Regions from separate parts of the Sus scrofa genome. Here region 1 is linked to region 2. A link is a contact called in public HiChIP or PLAC-seq data. All regions are on one chromosome and are shown on one strand. Each heading gives the region's core, a stretch centred on a gene start, on an enhancer-like site or on the middle of the called end of the contact. The rest is flanking DNA. Distances are from core to core; before and after follow the strand shown. Region 1 holds the start of RBBP7 (histone-binding protein RBBP7). Region 2 holds the start of CTPS2 (CTP synthase 2).

The links. HiChIP or PLAC-seq counts read pairs in DNA pulled down with a chosen protein or histone mark.
Region 1: a contact with region 2 is called in an H3K27ac HiChIP or PLAC-seq map of alveolar macrophages. The contact joins the promoter of RBBP7 here to the promoter of CTPS2 in region 2. A contact is called at or near these places in 1 of 47 Hi-C or Micro-C datasets (heart right ventricle) and 1 of 2 datasets of contacts at active chromatin or transcription factors (alveolar macrophages).

The regions. Positions count from the first base shown.
Region 1 is chrX:13,314,714-13,318,904 of Sscrofa11.1, forward strand. It overlaps RBBP7 (histone-binding protein RBBP7), which reads right to left and starts at 2,361. Exons shown (of 12, transcript XM_003134956.6): 1 at 1,993-2,361; 2 at 1,021-1,165. The coding sequence starts at 2,008.
Region 2 is chrX:13,178,375-13,182,469 of Sscrofa11.1, forward strand. CTPS2 (CTP synthase 2) reads right to left here and starts at 2,757. Exons shown (of 19, transcript XM_021080709.1): 1 at 2,737-2,757. It overlaps SYAP1 (synapse associated protein 1), which reads left to right and starts at 3,640. Exons shown (of 7, transcript NM_001244109.1): 1 at 3,640-3,927. The coding sequence starts at 3,735.

The sequences.
Region 1 (4,191 bases), core at 1,111-3,610, 140 kb after region 2:
CAACTCTGGGGCCACCTGGCTTGGGTTCAAAAGCCCACTCCACCGCTTACCAGCTGTGTGATCTGGGGCATGTTATTCAACATTTCAGCCCGGTTCCACATTGGTAAAACAAGAATGATAAAAAGTAATTATTCTACTGTTGTATTAAACCAAATAACAGGACACAAAACTCTTGAGATGTGCCATGCCGTATTCTAAGTACTCAATAAATGTCAGTAGTTATCACCGGAGAATTTGACAAAGAATTGAAAAGAATACTCTTAAGAGGACCAAGAGCAATTTCAAAGTGTATCCCATCCCACACTATAAGCCAACAACCCCACCTTTCCGGTAGTGAACTGCTGCTCAGTTCTCTTCCCCTTTGCAATTAACACGTATTTATCTTGGGGGCTGGTTACAAGGATGTGTGCGCTTCGCAAAAATTAATCAAGCCATATTTTATGACTTGTGCACTTTTCTGCACGTAGCTGTTTTCTTTCTTCTTTTTTTTTAATGGCCACACCCGCGGTATATGCAAGTTCCCAGACCAGGGGTCAGATCCAAGCCGCAGTTTCGACCTACGTCGCAGCTGCGGCAATGCCAGATCCTTTAACACACTTTGCAGGGGCAGGAATAGAACTTGCGTCCTGGCGCTGCAGAGACGCCGCCAATCCCATCGCGCCACAGCCGCAACTCCTAGGCACGCTATTTTCCCATAAAGTTTTTAAAGAAATCCCACCAGTCTGGCACCCAAAAAGATGCTGCTCTATGTTAATGCCCAATAAATGTCAAACATATCCGGTGCCTCCCGCAAATAACATTAATCTCACAACAGATTCTTTCTCCCCCTTTAAGCGCCACATTATTACGCCAGAAACCAACCCCCAAATCACTTAAGTTTTAAAAATAAAAATCACCTGCCACCTCACCCAAGGGCTAAACTAACTACATGCTTACGTTCCATACAGAAAACGCCAAAAAGTAGGAAATCCAGGACAACAGTTAAATTTACGCAAAATAAAAGGTGCCAGAAACCCTTACTTAGTCACTTCAGGAAGCCACTGAACGGTAAGACTCGGCCACTGAAGAGCATGGGTCATAACCAGGTCATACAGAAACGGTGTATTCTTCTTCCAGATTTTATATTCTTCATTGATGACACGCTCCTCCACAGTATCTTCAAACACTGAAATTTGGAGAAAGCCCACACGATTAAGTGGCGGAGAGGGATCGAAAACAAAACCTGTACACAGATACCGGAGGTCACCTCGAGATGGCCACACCTAATCTCCTCTCTCTCTAATTTGGACACGAACTGCTCGTCCACAACGTGGAGAGAATATTAACACCAGGAAGCTTTTTTTTTTTTTTTTTTCCCTCTCCACTTTGAAATCAATAATGCCTGCGAATACAGAATCGGGTAATTAATTACACGGACATCGCAAATGTTTTGCCGCTACAGCTGTCCGCACCTGTTCGGAGATGACGAGCCGTATGTAAAGAGGCTCCCCGACCCACCCGGCGAGACGAATCCACGTGTAGCAGAAACCCATCGGCCCGCTCCCTCCATCCCCCACCAGGAGAGGCCTCGGCTCCCACGAAGCCCGCGTCGGCAGCCATAAGCCACGGGTTCCAGAATTCCCCCGGACAAGAGCCGCGACCCCGAGGCGGCCGCCGCGCGCGCGTGGAAGAAGCCGCCGCGCCCGCTTTCCGGCGACGGAGGCCGCCTCCGCCCGGGGACCGAGAGCGCCGCCGCCGGAGGGGGTAGGGGGTGGCGGGGTGGGGGGGGAGGGGGCCCAAATCGCGGCCCCGCGCCCGGCTCCGGAAGTGCTCGCAGCCCTCCGCGCCGCGGCCGCGTCCCGCGTAGGCCCCTCGAGGCGCGCGCCCAGCCTCGCGCCCGGCCCCGCCCCCTGCTCCTCACGCCAATTCGCGCCTTTCGCCGGCGCGTGCCGCGGCCTCGCGCGCCCGCCGCCCCCGCCGCCCCGGCGCGCGCCGCCCCGCAGGGCCTCTTACTCTCTTTACTCGCCATCTTGCGTCGGGTCGTTTGCCCCTCGCCGCCGCCTCGGACTCCCCTCGCTAGCCAAGAGCAGCCCAACAGTAGGCGCTCCTGCCTTTCCCAGGCGCGTCACACACTTCCAGCTCTCGAAGCCTCAGCTCCGTCTTTCAGCCTGGGTGCTCCCCAGACGCCGCGTCCTTCTCTCCTACCTCCTCCCCGATTGCGGGTACCGAGGTCTGAGACGCTCTTCTCTCTCTCTCCAAACTTGGAACGAGACTTTTCAACCCGCGCCTCCCAGCCCGCCCAGGCAGCTGAGCGCAGGCGCATCCGCCCTGGGAAAAGTGAGAGGCGGTGGAGAGGCGGGCCTGGGAGCCAACGGCTTGGTGGTTTCGACCAATCACGTGCAGCAGGCAGGTTTCACGCGGCGTTCGGAGGCGGGCTTCTGGAGGGTGGGCGGGACGTTTCGCGGCAGGAAGTTGGCGAGGCGCAGGCGCGAGGTCTCGCCCGGCGCTCCCAGGGCCGGCCGCGGGGGCGGATGGGGGCGCGCGGGGGTGGGGCGAAGGGAGGTGCGGCGTGCAAGCTGCGTGGGGGCTGTGAGCCCCGGGGCGGCGAGCCCTGGGGCCGCGGGGCGTGGCTGCTTGCAGCGGCCGTGGCCGTGGCGGTGGGGGGTAGGAGGGGGGCAGGGAGGCTGTTGCTGCTTAGCCAGGCACAATCTCAGAGCGAGAGAGGAAAATGGTTTCTGGTCTCGAGAGATTACTGTGCCCTCAAAGTCTCCCAGATAATCGCAGGCATGCAATTGTGTGCACCTCGAAAGGTCTCCCTCCACCCGACTAGCCTTTCCTGGGGCCTGGTGGAGCCGAGGTGTTGTTTGTCGGAGGCAAAGGGGGACTTTTGCAGAGGCCGCGGGTGTTTTCTGACTGCAGAAGCCGCCGGGCCTCCCTGGTTGGCTAAACTGGGGCCTGTGCACAGGCCACCAACACCCCGAAGCTGATTTGAATTACGTTTTCACAAATTTGGGTTTTTAGAACGATGTTTGCAGTCTTTCAGACTGCAGGGGATTTTGCCCCTGCACAGGCTTTCTTCTCTCTATCCTAGCCCCGGGCCCTGCTGAGTCATGCTTGTCACCTGCGGGGGTCCTAGGGTGACCCCCCCCCCCCCCGCCAAGCTGGCGCAGCTGGGCAGAGTTGACCCGGGCCGGCTTGCCTGAGCCCTTTTTGCCCTGGAACTTGGCAGCCCCTGAGGCGTGCGTGGGGGTGAGGAGAAAACAGGCTACCTTGATACTTTCCAAGTGCCTTCTTGCCAGTGACCATGGTGATTCTCAAACGAAATCGTGCAGTTGCTGCTCTGATGCCCACCTTGCTGATCGGGAAACAAACCCAGTCCGTGGCAGAACCACTCCTATTACCTTATATAGAAATTTGCTGCCTGATGTCTCTGGTTTCCCATACGATACAATTCATTCTTATAACGCTCCCCCTTTCGTGTCAGGCCCAAGAATGTTAGCGACTGAAGCTAGGGAGCTGGGGGGGAGCGGCTGGAGAGGGAAGAGGATCGGAAGGGGTTTAAACAGTACAGTCCTCTGGTTCTAGAACACGAGTTGGTAAACGTTTTTCTAAAAGGGGCCAGATAGTAAATATGTTAGGCTTTGCGAGCAACGTACTCGGCCGCATTATAGCGAGAAAGCAGCCCTAAGGCAATATGGATGAACCTGACTATATTGCAGTAAAACTTTATGTTTGAACTTTATATAATTTTCACGTGTCACATAATGTTCTTTTGATTTTTGATTTTTTCCCCCACCTTTTGAAAACGGAAAAATCATTTTAAGCTCGTGGGCCACAGAAAAACAGGTGGTGGGTTACATTTAGACGGAGGACTGTAATTTGTCCACCTTGTTCTAGAATAATTGTCTTAACAACTCTGCTTCATTGAGAACCTCCTCGGAGTTACTCTGTGGCTCAGCGGGTTAAGGATCCCGGGTTGTCACTCCTGTGGCTTGGGTCACTGCTGTGGCACGGATTTGATCCCTGGCCCTGGAACTTCCATTTGCTGCCCTGCGCATCGGAAAAAAAAAAAAACAATAGGCGCTTGCTCACGTGCAGAGTAAGAGAAGGCTTGGCAGATGATTTCCAGTCTCCCATTAATATATTTTGCTTACTTATGATGAGTAGGCATGATTTCCAAAATCTAGTAAATGTTTAAAAGGTTGAAAGAAA
Region 2 (4,095 bases), core at 1,507-4,006:
CTTACATATGCCCCAGGTGTGGACCCAAAAAGCAAAAAAATAGTATTAAAAATTTTAAATACATAAATTAGGAGTGTAATATACCAAAAACTATTGAATTGTACACTTTCAACAGGATTGTATGGTCTGTGAATTATATCTCGATAAAGCTGTTTGGAAAAAAAAAAAAAAATACGTGGGGCTTGTCAGGCTAAAGTCCTGAACCAGAATTGTAGCTATACCTCAGGCTGAAAAAGTGGAGATCAAGGAAATCGGAATTGTCATCTGTCCCCGACATACTCACAGGTCACTGAAACTAGGCTGCTCTTCTCAAAATGGTGGGATACGTCATGCTTACAACTGTGTTTGGGAAATACAACATTGATGAACTCTCTGCTCTGAAGGCAGAGTCGTTAGCTTGGTCAGTTTTTTGTTGTTGTCGTTCATTTGTTTACACGTTATTGTGGGAAAAATTAAATATATGGAAAAGCAGACCTAAAATCCGAGCTTCAACCATTAGCAATCCACAGCCTGCTTTGTTGCATCTGTATCTCTACCCATTTCCCCGCCATCCTGTATTAATGGGAAGCAAATGCCAGACAACCTATTATTCCATTGGTAAATATCTCAGCATGACTCTCAAAAAGATAAGAAGTCTTTTAAACACACACACACACACACACACACACACAACAGCATTACCATAACTTAACAAGTAATGGTTCCTATGTCCATTGCACACGATTGGGTAAACAAATGTGAAATATACATACAATGGGATATTATTCACTTTTTTTTTTTTTTTTTTTTTTGCCTTCCCGAGGCGTGTGGAGTTCCATGGGCCAGGGATCAGCTTCAAGCCACAATTGCCACCTTCACAGTTGCTCTGGCAACAACGGATCCTTGACCCACTGTACTGGGGTGGAGGATCAAACCTGCATCCTGGCACTGCAGAGACACTGCGGATCCAGTTGTGCCACAGCAAGAATTCCTTATTCAGCTTTTTTTAAGGTACACTTTTTTTTGTTGTTATATTCACTAGTTTGTTTTATTTTTTAGATTTCACATATAAGTGATAACACAGTATTTCTCCTTCTCTGTCTGATTTATTTCACTAAGTATAATACCCTCCAGGTCCATCCACGTTGTTCAAATGGGAAAATTTCATTCTTTTTTATAGCCAAATAGTATTTTGTTGCTATTTTATATATATAAAAATCTTCTTTATTCATTTGTGTTTTTTTTTTTTTTGTCTTTTGTCTTTTTGTCTTTTGTTGTTGTTGCTATTTCTTGGGCCACTCCCGCGGCATATGGAGGTTCCCAGGCTAGGGGTTGAATCGGAGCTGTAGCCACCCGCCTACGCCAGAGGCACAACAACGCAGGATCCGAGCCGCGTCTGCAACCTACACCACAGCTCACGGCAACGCCGGATCATTAACCCACTGAGCAAGGGCAAGGATCGAACCCGCAACCTCATGGTTCCTAGTCGGATTCGTTAACCACTGAGCCACGACGGGAACTCCTATTCATTTGTTGATGGACACTTAGGTTGCTTCCATATCTTGGCAACTATAAACAATGCTGCTATGAATATTGGGGTGCATGTATCTTTTTGAATTAGTGTTTTTGTTTTCTTGGATATACACCCAGGAGAGGAATTGCTGGATCATGTGGTAGGTCTACTTTTAGTTTTTTTGGGAACCTCCATAGTGTTTTCCAAAGTAGCTGCACAAATTTACATTCCCATCAACAGTGCAGCAGAGTTCCCTTTTCTCCATATCCTAGCCGACATTTTTTGTGTGTGTGTTTTTGCTTTTTGAGGGCCGCACCCACGGCATATGGAGGTTCCCAGGCTCGGGGTCGAATCGGAGCTGTAGCCACCGGCCTACACCAGAGGCACAGCCACAGCAACGCTGGATGTGAGCCGCGTCTGCAACCTACACCACAACTCACGGCAACGCCGGATCCTTAACTCACTGAGCAAGGCCAGGGATCGAACCTGCAACCTCGTGGTTCCTAGTTGGATTCATTAAACACTGAGTCACGATGGGAACTCCAACATTGTTTTTTGTGGTCGTTTTGATGATAGCCATTCTGACAGGTGTGAGGTAATACCTGTGATTTTGATTTGCATTTCTCTGATGATTATCGATGTGGAGCACCTCTTCATATGCCTATTGGCCATCTGTATACCTTCTTTGGAAAAGTGTCTATTCAGGTCTTCTGCCCATTTTTTAATCAGGTTTTTTATTTGAGTTGTATGAGCAGTTAATATATTTTGGATATTAACCCCTTATCACTCATATCATTTGCAAATATTCTCTCCCATTCAGTATGTTGTCTTTTCGTTTTGTGGATGGTTTCCTTTGCTGTGCAAAACCGTTTAAGTTTAACTGGGCCCCATTTGCTTGTTTTCACTCCTGTTTTCTTTGCTTTAGAAGACAGATCAAAAAAATATTACTATAATTTATGTCCAAGAACGTTCCAAGTAGCCTTTTTCTTTTTCTGGCCACACCTGCAGCATGCAGAAGTTCCCAGCCTAGGGACTGAACCCTCACCACAACAGTAACCCTTGCCATAGCAGTGACAACACCAGGTCCTTAACTCACTGGGCCACCAGGGAACTCCTAGGTAGCCTTTTTTAAGGCAGAATTTTAGAAATTCTAACACATGCTACAACCCGAATGAACCTAGAAGACATTTGCTAAGTGAAATGGACCATTCATAAAAAGACAAATGTGGTATGATTCCACTTACGTGAAGTTCCTAGAGAAGTCAGAGTCATAAAGTAGCTTGATTTCCAGGGGCTGAGGGAGGGGAGAACAGGGAGTTGTTTAGTGGGTACAGAATTTCAGTTTTGCAACAAGAAAAGAATTGTGGAGACTGGTTGCCCAATCACGTGAATGTACTTACTACTGCTGCCTATACACTTAAAAATGGTTAAGGTGGTCAATTTTATGTTACTCTACAACTAAAATTTTTTAAACTTAAAATTTTCTTAATCTCATGAACTATCCGTGCCCAAATTTCCACTTCTTGTAAACGTCAACATTTTTTTTCCCAGTGTTTGTTTGAACTAGGATCCAAATAAAATCCACAAGTTGCCACAGGTCATGTCCCTTAAGTTGTTTTTAACGTATAAATTCCCTTCCCCTCTTCCTTGCAACTTATTTGAGGAAACAAGTTGCCTGCCCGTCGTTTCTCACAGCCTAGAGTCTGCTCCCTGCATCCCTGTGGTGTCCTTTAACCCTTTCCGCCATTCTCTGTAGTCCCTGTAAATTGGTAGGTGGCCGTAAAGGCCCTGGGCTAGCTTTGATGTGGTCTCAGGAGGAGACCAAAGACATCCATTTCTGCGGGGCCAGCCCAGCCGGACCTGAAAAAGCGAGGCTAAACCACCAGCCAAGCCGCTTCGAGTGACAAAGACGCAGTTTACACACCTAAGTCCGCCTTTAAAAGCCGGGGGAGGAGGAAAAGGGGTGGGGCGTAACTACGTGGGAAAAACTCTTTGTCCGGTTTCCACCCGCGTAATCAAGTTACGAAATAAACAGCCAGCGCGGGGCGGGGCCCTTAGCCGGAAGTGACGCAGGCGCGGCCACGGCAGAGTGGCCGTAGAGGCGGGGCCACGGCTAGACGGGCTGCTCCGGGGCCACACTTCCGGCTATCGCCCAGGGAGACGCGCCCTGTGAAGTCCCGACCAGGCTCCGCCCGCTAGGGTCTCCTGTGACCCGGACCGCATTGGCGGCCCTGCGGGCGGGATGTTCCGGGGTTTGAGCAGTTGGTTTGGCTTGGAGCAGCCGGCGCCGGGTGGCCGGCAGTCCGAGGGAGATGGGCAGCCTAAGGGAGACGCTCCACCCGAGCAGCGCTCCGAGGCGGTGGCAGAGACAGCGGAGGGGGAACCTCAGCAAGCCGGGGACCAGGAGCTCCTTCATCAGGCCAAAGGCCTCGGCAGTGAGTCTCTCCCCGGCCCCGGGGACCAGAGAGTTTCAGAGAGCGTCCGTATCCCTCCTCCTGCCGCCCCTGGGCGTGGGCCACCACTGGTCGGGGGGAGGAGGGAGGGAGCGGAAGGCGTGTCTGTTGTCTGGAGAGCTTGGTGTGGATCTGGGCAAGGCCGAAGCT